Regions from separate parts of the Mus musculus genome. Here region 1 is linked to region 2. A link is a contact called in public HiChIP or PLAC-seq data. All regions are on one chromosome and are shown on one strand. The core of a region is the stretch at or near the end of the contact, and the rest is flanking DNA. Distances in the headings are between cores, read along the strand shown. Region 1 overlaps Gm11958 (predicted gene 11958). Region 2 holds the start of Rnf215 (ring finger protein 215).

What was found. HiChIP or PLAC-seq counts read pairs in DNA pulled down with a chosen protein or histone mark.
Region 1: a contact with region 2 is called in an H3K27ac HiChIP or PLAC-seq map of embryonic stem cells, with 6 read pairs. The contact joins the enhancer-like site here to the promoter of Rnf215 in region 2. A contact is called at or near these places in 3 of 39 promoter capture datasets (the 3T3-L1 cell line, 3T3-L1-derived adipocytes and pre-B cells), 1 of 484 Hi-C or Micro-C datasets (the C2C12 cell line), 1 of 115 datasets of contacts at active chromatin or transcription factors (embryonic stem cells) and 1 of 9 other capture datasets (adipose tissue).

What each region holds. Positions count from the first base shown.
Region 1 is chr11:4,300,193-4,305,361 of GRCm38.p6, reverse strand. It overlaps Gm11958 (predicted gene 11958), which reads right to left. Exons shown (of 4, transcript NR_166831.1): 3 at 2,174-2,291; 4 at 1,214-1,891. Among named protein-coding and RNA genes, the nearest start is that of Gm11958, 17 kb to the right of the region's middle. Within about 2 kb of position 2,876, at least 121 of the 459 cell types and tissues checked have an H3K27ac peak or open chromatin away from gene starts, as enhancers often do. A contact at or near this core is called in the C2C12 cell line, adipose tissue and embryonic stem cells, where this site is marked.
Region 2 is chr11:4,133,881-4,138,967 of GRCm38.p6, reverse strand. Rnf215 (ring finger protein 215) reads right to left here and starts at 3,808. Exons shown (of 9, transcript NM_027859.3): 1 at 3,405-3,808; 2 at 3,011-3,154; 3 at 2,337-2,408; 4 at 2,171-2,256; 5 at 1,600-1,756. The coding sequence starts at 3,695.

The DNA of each region.
Region 1 (5,169 bases), core at 1,627-4,126, 170 kb before region 2:
TCACCTGACCCCATTCTCAATACACTCCATCCCACTCAGGCCTGGTTTCCAGAGGGGCTGGTGGGCGCTGACTCAGCGTTTGTCTCCCCATGGTGCCATTTTGCATTCTTAGTATTTTTTGTTATTGTGTTCTGATGGCTTGTAGGGCTGGCCTCTCCTTCCTCTTCAGAATTGCCTTTGTCATTTTCTCCTGAACAATAAATATAGATTTTTTTTAATTAATAAGTTCTGTGGTGACTTTTATTGAAATTTGGAGCTAAAAAAATTTATAAATCTAATTTTCTTAAACAATACCCATTTCATTTATATCTCCTTTAAGATCTCCTTTTATTGAAAATAGATTTTCCATCCTCACATAAGGTATCCTGAGTACAGCTTCTCCTCCCTCCCTCTGCCTATCACTCTTCATCAGAGCCCACACGAGGTTGTTGCTAGGTGTCATGGCCTCGAATACTGTTGTTATCTGAATGTTAATTTATAGTTGCAGTAGCCCGTGGGGACAGTTGAATGCCTCGACTTGTTTCTCTTGTATTTATCTTACATCCAATAACAAGCCTTTTTACTAGCTTAGTAGCCTTTGGGTTTCAAAAGCAACCACATGGTTGCGAAGAATGATATAAAAGTAAAGGCAGGTAACGGTTCAAAGTATTAATGTCCCAGGACTACTGTAATAAAATACCACAAACAAGGTGATCTAAAGAGGTCATAAGGAGGTCAACTGCGGTCACAGACTCCTGTAGCCCCAGCACTCACCAGGCTAAAGCAGGATTGTCGGTTCAAGCCCAGTGGGGGGAACATACATGAGCCTTCTCAAAAAACCAGAAATGCAAATCCAACCAATGTATATTCTCTCTGTGTTCTGGAGGCCAGAAGTCAACATGTCAGTGATTAATTCCTCCTGAAAGCTCTGCGCACAGGGCTATCCCATGCCTCCCTCTGGGCTCCCAGGGGCTTGGCAATCATGCCATCTCTCATGGCTGTGATGATCCAATTCCTGCCTCTCTCTTCACGTGGCTTTCTTCCCATGTGTCAATCTCCAAATCTCTCCCTCAGAAGACTGCCAGGCTTGGCCTTTTATGGCCTCATCTTGGCTTGACTCTCCAAAAACTAGCAAACAAGGTCATAATCTCAGGTACTGTCAACGATTGCTGGGACAGAGGCACACCGACGCTTCCATGCCTAAGGAGTCCTTTCATTCTCTCAGGAGGCGTGGTTGGGTTTATTAAAAACAAAGAGGAAGGTTTTATTTAAGGAAAGAATAAGGCACACTAAAGAGTGTGGTGTGGGCTTAAGAAAGGGTCAAGTCAAGCGCCAGCATTTGCTGTGCAGACGCTTTCGGCGGTTCTCAGTACATCTCAAAGGTTGCTAAGAAGCCTTTTTTTTTCTTTTTTCTTTTTTCTTTTTGGTAAATGGATTATAGGGTGGGATTATAATCTGATAAGGTAAAAACCAGAAGCCACTGGAGTTGCACAAGGGATTTAGAATGTGTCTTTTACTGTAAATGAGGCTTCTGGTTAGAGTCCTAGAAAATTGTAGGCTTCTAGCTGGGAAGGGGGAATGACCTTAAGCAAATGTTGCTAATGGTGCTGGAGTTCTTGATCCTTAGTTGGTGAGGAGCTTAAGCCTGGGTGAGGGGCTCCTTCCTCCTCCCACGTCACCATCATTTTCTCTATCTTCCTGTCCTTCTTGGTACCCAAGGGGGTTGGAACATCAAGGTATGGGCAGGGGTGCACGCGGCCTTACAATTTCTAAAGTTCTTTAACGTGGGGACCACATCTCAGTAAGTATTGGACACTCAGCTCATGATGAGATGAAAGCGACCATGCCATGAAGGATCTTCTTTCCGGGATGAGACATAGTCATGAGAACTGTTTTCAGCTTGGCTGCAGGCCTGTGGAGACACATAATGTCCACCTTCACATAATCACAGGGCTTTCCTGGTATACCTCTTCAGTATCGTTCCGGGGATGGCATTCAGGGGGAAGTTGGGATTGGCTCAAAATACTTTTGGCTCAAAGACTCAAAGGATCTCTGAACTGTGGCTGTCTAGCTCGGCCGTGTACCCGGAGCAGTAGTGAGTGACCTCACTCTTCACTCATCTGACAAATATGTACAAGGCCTATTGTGTGCCAAGTGGCAGACCCGGGGCAGGGACTGAGACAATGGCAGACACCTGAGAGCTGCAGCCTGGCCTTCAGGAAGCCTGCTGGTGGCTCCTCCGAAAAGGTCTTGCAGCTGGCTAGGCACGTGCTGCAGGGCTTCAGAGTTGACACGCAAGATCTTCATGATCCCTAAGGAGTCAATGAAGAAATGTGTCAATGAAAAAAGAATCCAGGGTGAAGAGAGGGAGAATGTTTTAAACCCAGATTTAAGCGAACACAGCCTTGCCTTGGCAGATCACACGCACAAGAGCGGGCTCCCTCACACTATCACACAAGCCGGACCCTCAGCAGAGAATTTTTATCTGCAGAAGTGTCAGCTTCTAGCCTCCTGCTTCCAATTACAGTGTTCTAGCCTTACCCCACCCACCCTGTACTCCACAAACAAACAGCTTAGACCCGCCGCCGCTGCTGCTGTTGCTGCGGCTGGAACCTCCTCCACTTAGATATCAAATCCCTCTCCTAAATTGCAGCAGACAAAATAGCTGAAGTCCTAGGTGTTTCCCCTCTGCCCAGGACACCCAGCCAGGGAAAGCAAATTGAGAAGCCTAAATCAAAGGTTTTCAACAGAGCCAGGCCCCAGGGTGGGAGGGAGAGGCCTCTGCTTTCAGCTCTCAGCCTCTGCTGTTACTTCTTGAGCCAAAACAAAGCCGGTCCCAGGGAAGTTAATCTGCCCTGGATAGAACAGGGCCACTCCCTGAGGTACAGAGCCAGCTGTGGGCCCAGAGCAACCAGGCCCAGGAAGCTGGGCCTGATGAGGCTGTGGGCCTAAGAGGGAGTGGCTACCACTAAGGACTGGATCTGCATCTGCATGCTTGCCTGCTGCCTCTTGATTGATTGTAAAGATAAGTGTGTTTTAAAAGATTTATGGGGGCAGGGCGTGGTGATGCACACCTTTAATCCCTGAACTGGGGAGGCAGAGACAGGTGGATCTCTGAGAGTTTCGAGGCTAGCCTGATCTACATAGTTTCCGGACAGACAGGGCTACACAGTAAAACAAGACAAAACAAACAAACAAGCAAAAAAACCAAAACAAAACCAAAATTGGGGCTGGAGGCCCACCTCCCACGGGAATGCACTGGCATACACAAAACCCTAGATTGGAGTTCCAGTGTAACACAAACTAGACATCTGGGCACGGTAGCACTTGCCTCTAGTCCACGGGGTAGAGGACAGAGGCAGAGGATAGGAAGTTCAAGGTCATCCCAAAGCCAAGGGTAGCCTAGGCTATACAAGATCCTGTCAAATATTTACCCTCATACTCTTAGGCACACGTGTACACACACACATACACACACACACACACTTTAACACACATGAACCTTTACACTTATGAAAACACACTCTCGCACATGCACACCCATCCTTCCTAACACAGATGCCTTTCTGGGTTTGTGTTGGATTTGTCAAGAGATGAAACAGTCCCTTGGTATGTCCCATGTGCACCGTACCAAGCTGTACCCTGGTTTTCACACATCCCTGGTAGCTCTTCTCTCCAGGAGCCTTATGAGGCTCTGTGAAACAACAACATGACCTACCCTTTGATGACCACACAGAGCCCAGGACTTTGCACAGGACTAACTTCTGTTTAAAGCTGACAGTCAGGCTGGAGAGATGGCTCAGTGGTTAAGAGCACTGACTCCTCTTCCAGAGGACCTGGGTTCAATTCCCAGCAACTACATGGTGGCTCACAACCATCTGCAATAGAATCCAGCACCCTCTTCTGGTGTGTCTGAAGTCTGAAGACAGCAACAGTGTACTCACATACATAAAATAAATCTTAAAAAAAAAAAAGCTGACAGTCTGTCTCACATAGACTGTACAGGTCAGCCGACACTGGTACAGAACAGGTCTCTAGCCACCCATTGTGGAGAAAACACAGACAACAGCTGAGTCTCAGATTCTCGGTCAGAAAAAGAGGCGAGGGCACCTGCCTCCCAGAGTCTGGGTCAGTCGGTGAAGCTCCACACGCGGGGAGGGAACTTGTTCTGTTTTGCTGCCTTAGGTCACCAGAATTTCCAGGCTCCCAGTTTACAGGGCACTGGCCATGTTGGGATTGGAAGCTAATGATATCTAAGTAGAAAACACTAAGGCAAACCAATTTGTGTTGTAGCCATTCCAGGGGACATGTTACAAGCTATCCAGCCACCCCAGCCCTCTCCCCAGCTAACAGAGACATTTCTAGAGACCTGAGGGGGGGCGGGGAATTGATAGGCTATGAGGAAGGAGAGCCCAAGCAAAACCTGACAGAGCTCCCAGGCTGCTGCCTGGAACATCTGGACCAATGCTGATGGGCACAGAGGAGAAGAACAGCTGCCAAACCAGCTCTTGGCAGGAGCCCTGAGAGCTGCCCCAGGCGGCCAGAGCAGACACTGGGACTTCTTCCTTCTGGAGCTGACCCGGAAGGTGGCTGAGATGTGGAAACAGCAGCTGAGTTCTCTTCCCACCAACTGCCTCTGGGTCTCAGTTTCTCCATCTGGAAGATGGGAAGTTCAGCAAAGCTAAACCAGCCCTCATCTGGGAGGACAAAATAAGCGTAATTTCGTGAGTGTGGGACACCATACTGCACACTAAGACAATTCCAGAGATGGCAGTTGTCACAGTCACTTTACATGAGAGACAAGGCCCACATCTAAAGTAGGGTGAGGATTTGAACCCACAGCTATTTGTCTCTTAACCTCAGCGCTAGCCTGCCGAGGACGGACAGGTGTGAGTCTCCCGGCTCTTTGTGTCTGCCTCTTGCGTGTCTTCCTTGAGTAGGCAATAAAAACAGAGAACCAGAATCCCAGGGTCATATTGCCTTCCATACCTACCCTGTTTCCACACCTCAGGATCCCCCGTGGTCCCTGGGAAGACAACCTGGGGGCGGGGCTAAGCTGGGGGCTCTGTGAACCCGTGAGGACACAGTGGCTGAAGGCCCGTGTTTCCCCCTTTTGAGAAATGCTTTGGCATCAGACAAGTCTAGGGAGAGGCAGGAGGAACTTGGCATGGACCTTGTTAGCAGCGTCTG
Region 2 (5,087 bases), core at 2,559-5,058:
TAGTAGCTCTTTGTCACAGCAGACGGGGGGGATGTCCGAACAGCCCTATAAATCCTGGGACTGTTCTTCCTAACATAGGTTTGACTCCCATCACAGCAAAGGAGAAGGGTCAAAATGACCAGACAAAAGAGCTACCATCCTAGACCAGTCTGGGAGCTGTGAATGCAGCAAAACCAGCCCTTGCTTGGGGTGACAGCACTGGGATCATTAGAGGCCTCTTTCCCCTCTAATCACAGTGGAGTGGTGGCATCTAGTCTGAGCCCAAGGTTGGGCTCAGGTCTTTTTTGCTTTGACCTGGAAGAGCTTGTGCCTGCTGCCAGCTTGTGGGTCAGCCCTACGGAATGACAGTGGTTAGCTGCTCCCTGGCCACAGTGCAGACTACTGTGCAGTGTGTACTACAGTGTGGCAGGCCAGTCAGCCATCAAGAAGAGCCTCTCTGCAGCCTGTGGTCTGGAGCAGCCAGGACTTGATTCAGCGCAACTTCCACATTCCCAGCTCAGGGCAGTTCCTAGAGATGCCTGCCCGGCTATCATTTGAACATTTCACCTGCCATGGCTGTATAACATGGAATAGCCACCCCCATCTTGGCTGGCAGTACCTTCTCAGCTATTCAGCTTTGTCCTCTGTCCCTGCCAGCCTGGACTAAGCTATACATTCTCACCTCCAGGCCACAGAGGCCCTTCCCCAGCCTGCTCTTCTCCCAGATGTAACCTATCCCTCTGCCCTTCACCAAATGCTTCCCGTCCCCCCAATAAGTGAGGGGAGAGAGAGGGGGGGGGAGAGAAAGGGAGAGAGGGAGGAGAGAGTGAGAGGGAGGAGAGAGAGAGAACAGGAAAGCACCTGGCTTAGGTAGTTCACCTAAAGTTTAGGAGCCAGGGTTTTAACCTGTCTGACTTGAAACTGGCCCACATCACAAACTATTGGAATCTATGCAGTAGAAGAAGAGAGTATGTCTACTTCCCTTCAACCTGTACAGATTGGGGTTCAAGAAATGCTGTGGACTTGAACACCTTGAATCCCTGGAAGACAAGCACTGGAAGATGTGGACACAAAACACAGCCATAGCCACAAGGACACACAGTCACTCTCTCTAACATACAGGCTTAGAGCTTCTATGGCAGTGCACAGCCCAGGCATGCTGAGCAGACAGTGGGGCTATGAGCAGAGGAGCAAACATTCAAAGCAGGAAGGCAAAATGAGCGATGAGGGGTCCACGAGCCAGCGGAGGACTGAGAAGAGGATCGAATACCAATCACTGGTCGGGCCCAGAGGCAGGAAGTCAGGGTGCGTATGGGAGCTGGAGAGTAAGGCACACTGTAGGTGGCAAGACATGACCCAGTGGAGGTGACATTGTCTACCAGAAGCGTTGTACATTGCTTAGCATGTACATGGCCCTGGTTCTATCCCCATTGGGGAAAAACTGGCTCAAGTAAGAAAGTTGTGAAGGCCACACTGAGCAGAGACCATGAAGGCATCAGCAGCCATTGCCCACCACCTAGGCCAACTGTCATGGCACTGCTAATCATCTACTACTACATGATCCACTCTAAGTAATCAGCCGAATGTATGTAGGGCTGTCCTAGGATCCATTGGGCCTACCTGCTCCTGGGCCTGAGCACCTCCCAGGCACACCAAGTCCTGCCAGCCTCCGTAGCCATCCTTGGAGAGACCACAGGTGGTCCACAATGTCAGCTTCCACTCGATGTTGGCTGAAAGGGACTCTCCACTGCTGATCTCAGCAGTAGCCTGGGTCCTCCTGAGAGGAGAGTCATGGGTGGGAAGCAGACAGAAGGCCTTTGGGAAGGGAGGCCTACACTCATCCTCTTGCAGTGGATACACAAGGACACTGTTGCCATAGGCCTTCTGATTTGGCTCCCAGACTTTTCCTGGCTGCTCTTTGCCCGTGTTTTTACGCAGCCAGACCAAGGAATAGCCTGTCAGCCAGGCATCCAGCTTCCTCATGCTGGACTAGTCCCCTCTGCCCATAGGGCAGCTCTTTTCCCAGATCTTGCCTCTCCTTCCCATGCCATCCCCCAGTTTCAACCTTAGGAGTTTAAGGGCCAACAGGTAAGGGCCTTCTTCAGAGATAGTCTCCTCCCCTAGAGCCCATCGAAAAGCAAGAGACCCACAGCACTCAGGCATCAGACCACCCAGAACAAACGGAACTCACTGCAGAAGGGCCTCCAACAGCTTGGTGACATTGGAGGAGTAATGGAGAACAATCACTGGCCTCAGCAGAAGCTGGGATACATCCAGCTGCAGGAGACAGGCAGGGTCAGCAGGCTTCCGGCCCCTGTCCCCTCACCTGCTCACCCTCACAGTCCAAGCCAGGTTACCTCTCGGACCACACTGTGGTTTAAGATGAGGAGAAGCAGGGCAGAGGCTCCCAGGAAAAGGGCTCGACGCATCTGCAAGGGAAGACGGAAGGTGGGAGGCTGTCACACACCTGCCTTACCCACGGCCCCAGCTCTCAGGAGCCCGACATCTGGATAGACTAGCTATAAGCTCCCTGAAGTCAAGCCAAAGCTAAGGGATGGTTTTGGAGGCCGAAGAGATAATGACAGCCAAAGGCAACACACGATGGTTGTGGACTAAGGCAATATTTAGTTATGGAACATAGATCACAACATTTTATAGATGCTAACTTTCCTACACCATAGTTACATAAAGAATATTCTTGATTTTAAGAAATTTGTACATTATCATGTGTGTGAGAAACTTATGCTCCTTTCATTCTGTAGGATCCAAAATTCTTTTCATTGGCCCTAGTCCTAGCAAAGCAGCTCTCCACCCTTGCCAGCTCCTATCACCAGAGCAGGTCCACTTTCCCCAGCAAGTCTCTCCACCTCCTCCCCATCACACTGCTTTGATGCTCCATACTGGTGTTTGCTGACCCACTCGGGCCCAGGGCTTCTCTGGAAAGGCTCCTCATAGGCCACCTGTTAGCCTGGCTCTAGCAGATGTTTCGAATGCATTTTCTTTCTCCCCTTCCCTCAAACACCCTTTGCACCTGCTGGACCAGAGCCTTGGGATATGCCTTCTGGCTACTGCCTTGATTCTCTTGGTGGAACTGGGCGACCTGCTCTTTGCCCACATATGCCACTGCAATCCAGCCATCTACGGGTATCTCTTGCTCAGCATCCACGACATCCATCTGTGTAACGAGGAGCCATGAAAAGAAGGAGGCAAGGGGAATAGAAGAGGCAGCCCGGGTCTGCCACAAAGCACGCAAGGTCAGGGTACGGGTACGGGAATGAGTGTGGAAGGGGCATGTGGCTGTCAGGTTTGCCAACTCCTGAAGGCTGGGAAGTAGTAGCATTCTGGGCTGTCAAGGGCTAGCTTCTGGATGAAGACAGCGGGGTCTATCCGAGGGTCATGGCAAGTTTAGGCGGGGCTGAGCTCACCAGCAGCAGGCGGCCACCCAGCAGAGGTTCCGGACCGTCTTCCGGACCGATTCTGACGCCCTCCAAAACCAAGGCGTCCTGCCGCGGCAGTTTCACATCCACTCGCACTGAGCGGGCTCCGCCCCGTCCCTCCCCGGTCGCCGGCTCGCTGCCGTCCGCCGCCGCTCCCGGGCCCATCAGGCCCAGCCACAAAGGCAGCAGAGGCAGCAGTAGCAGCAGCGGCGACGGCGGCGATGGGGGAGGGGGCGGCAACGAAGGCGACCTCAGCGCGGGGCGATCGGCAGAGCCCATGATCCGACCGGAGAGGTGGCGAGGCCGTAGTCTAAGGTCCCGGGGACCGGGAGAACAGAGTGAGCCAGGCCGCGCCGGACAGGGCGGGGCTCGGCACCGGGAGGGGCGGGGCCGCAGCCGGAGGGGGCGGTGCGGGGAGGGGGGGGCTGAGTTGGTGCTTGACAGCGAGAGCGCCTCCTGGTGGCTCCTGAGAAACCTAATGTAGGAGGCCTGAGGAGCTGCGATGGAGCAAATACCTTAGAGCCTTGGAGAGCTCACCAAGTTGTCTGTCAGTGGAGATAGGTGCGGTTGTCTCAGGATTGGAGAAATGTAGGGGCGAGGGAGGTATAAGGGTCTGGGCTGATTGACCTACGGTGTTGTCAAGGCTATGTCTCATCCTCCTCTGGGTCAGTGTTCTTTCATGGGATCAGCGAGCAGGCTGCAGAGAATCACAGAAAGCAGATGGGGAGACTGAGGCCATGGTTTTAAAGGAGCAGGGAGGAGGGCTGGGCACACGAAGCTGTACAAACCAGGCAGAGCCATAGTGGCACGGAGCACTGGGCTGTCCTCGCCTGTAAAATGGACTTGATCTAAACCTGCACTGCCTTGCTTCTAACATGATCGCCAGTGCTTACTGGAATGAGAAGGTTCCGCTTTTGTCCGAAAATTTGTCCTTCAGCCCAGAGGTTTGTGGTTGCTGGTAGCTGGCTCAATCTGAAACCTGAGCCTTTTACAAATTGTACCCTGATAAAAGGGCAAAGAGCTAATGAGCTGCAACACCCCCTCCCACTTTGTAATAAAATATTAAAATCTACAGAAAATAGAAACCTGGTTAGCCACCAGGATGCAATGACTAAAATATTCCCAGAAGGAGACAGAGATGTAGAGAAGAAGCTCGGCTGGCCTGCAAACAGGGAATTGACATAAAATCAGTCAGCACATATGTAAAATTGGTTGTCAGAGGAGGTATTGCACTTGGGGACCTGGGAGGAGGTGCTATGGCTTGCTCTTTGCTAAATCACAACAAAGTTAGGTACCACCGGGAAAAGACGTGAAATTGGACCCCTACTGCACCGTGCATAAGGAAAACCATGTGAATTAAAGACTCAAATACAACTTTAACATTTTAATAGAGAACACGATTTTGATGATTTCAAGTGCTTGAGAGCTGTTTGTTTGTTTTTTTGGTCTTGTTTTTTTTGTTTGTTTGTTTTTGTTTTTGTTTTTTTGTTTTTTCAAGACAGAGTTTCTCTGTGTAGCCCTGGCTGTCCTGGAGCTCACTTTGTAGACCAGGCTGACCTCCGACTCAGAAATTTTCCTGCCTCTGCCCCCCAAGTGCTGGGATTAAAGGTGTGCGCCACCACACCCGGCTTGTTTGTTTTTAATGACAGAAAAACTACATTATGATGGGCA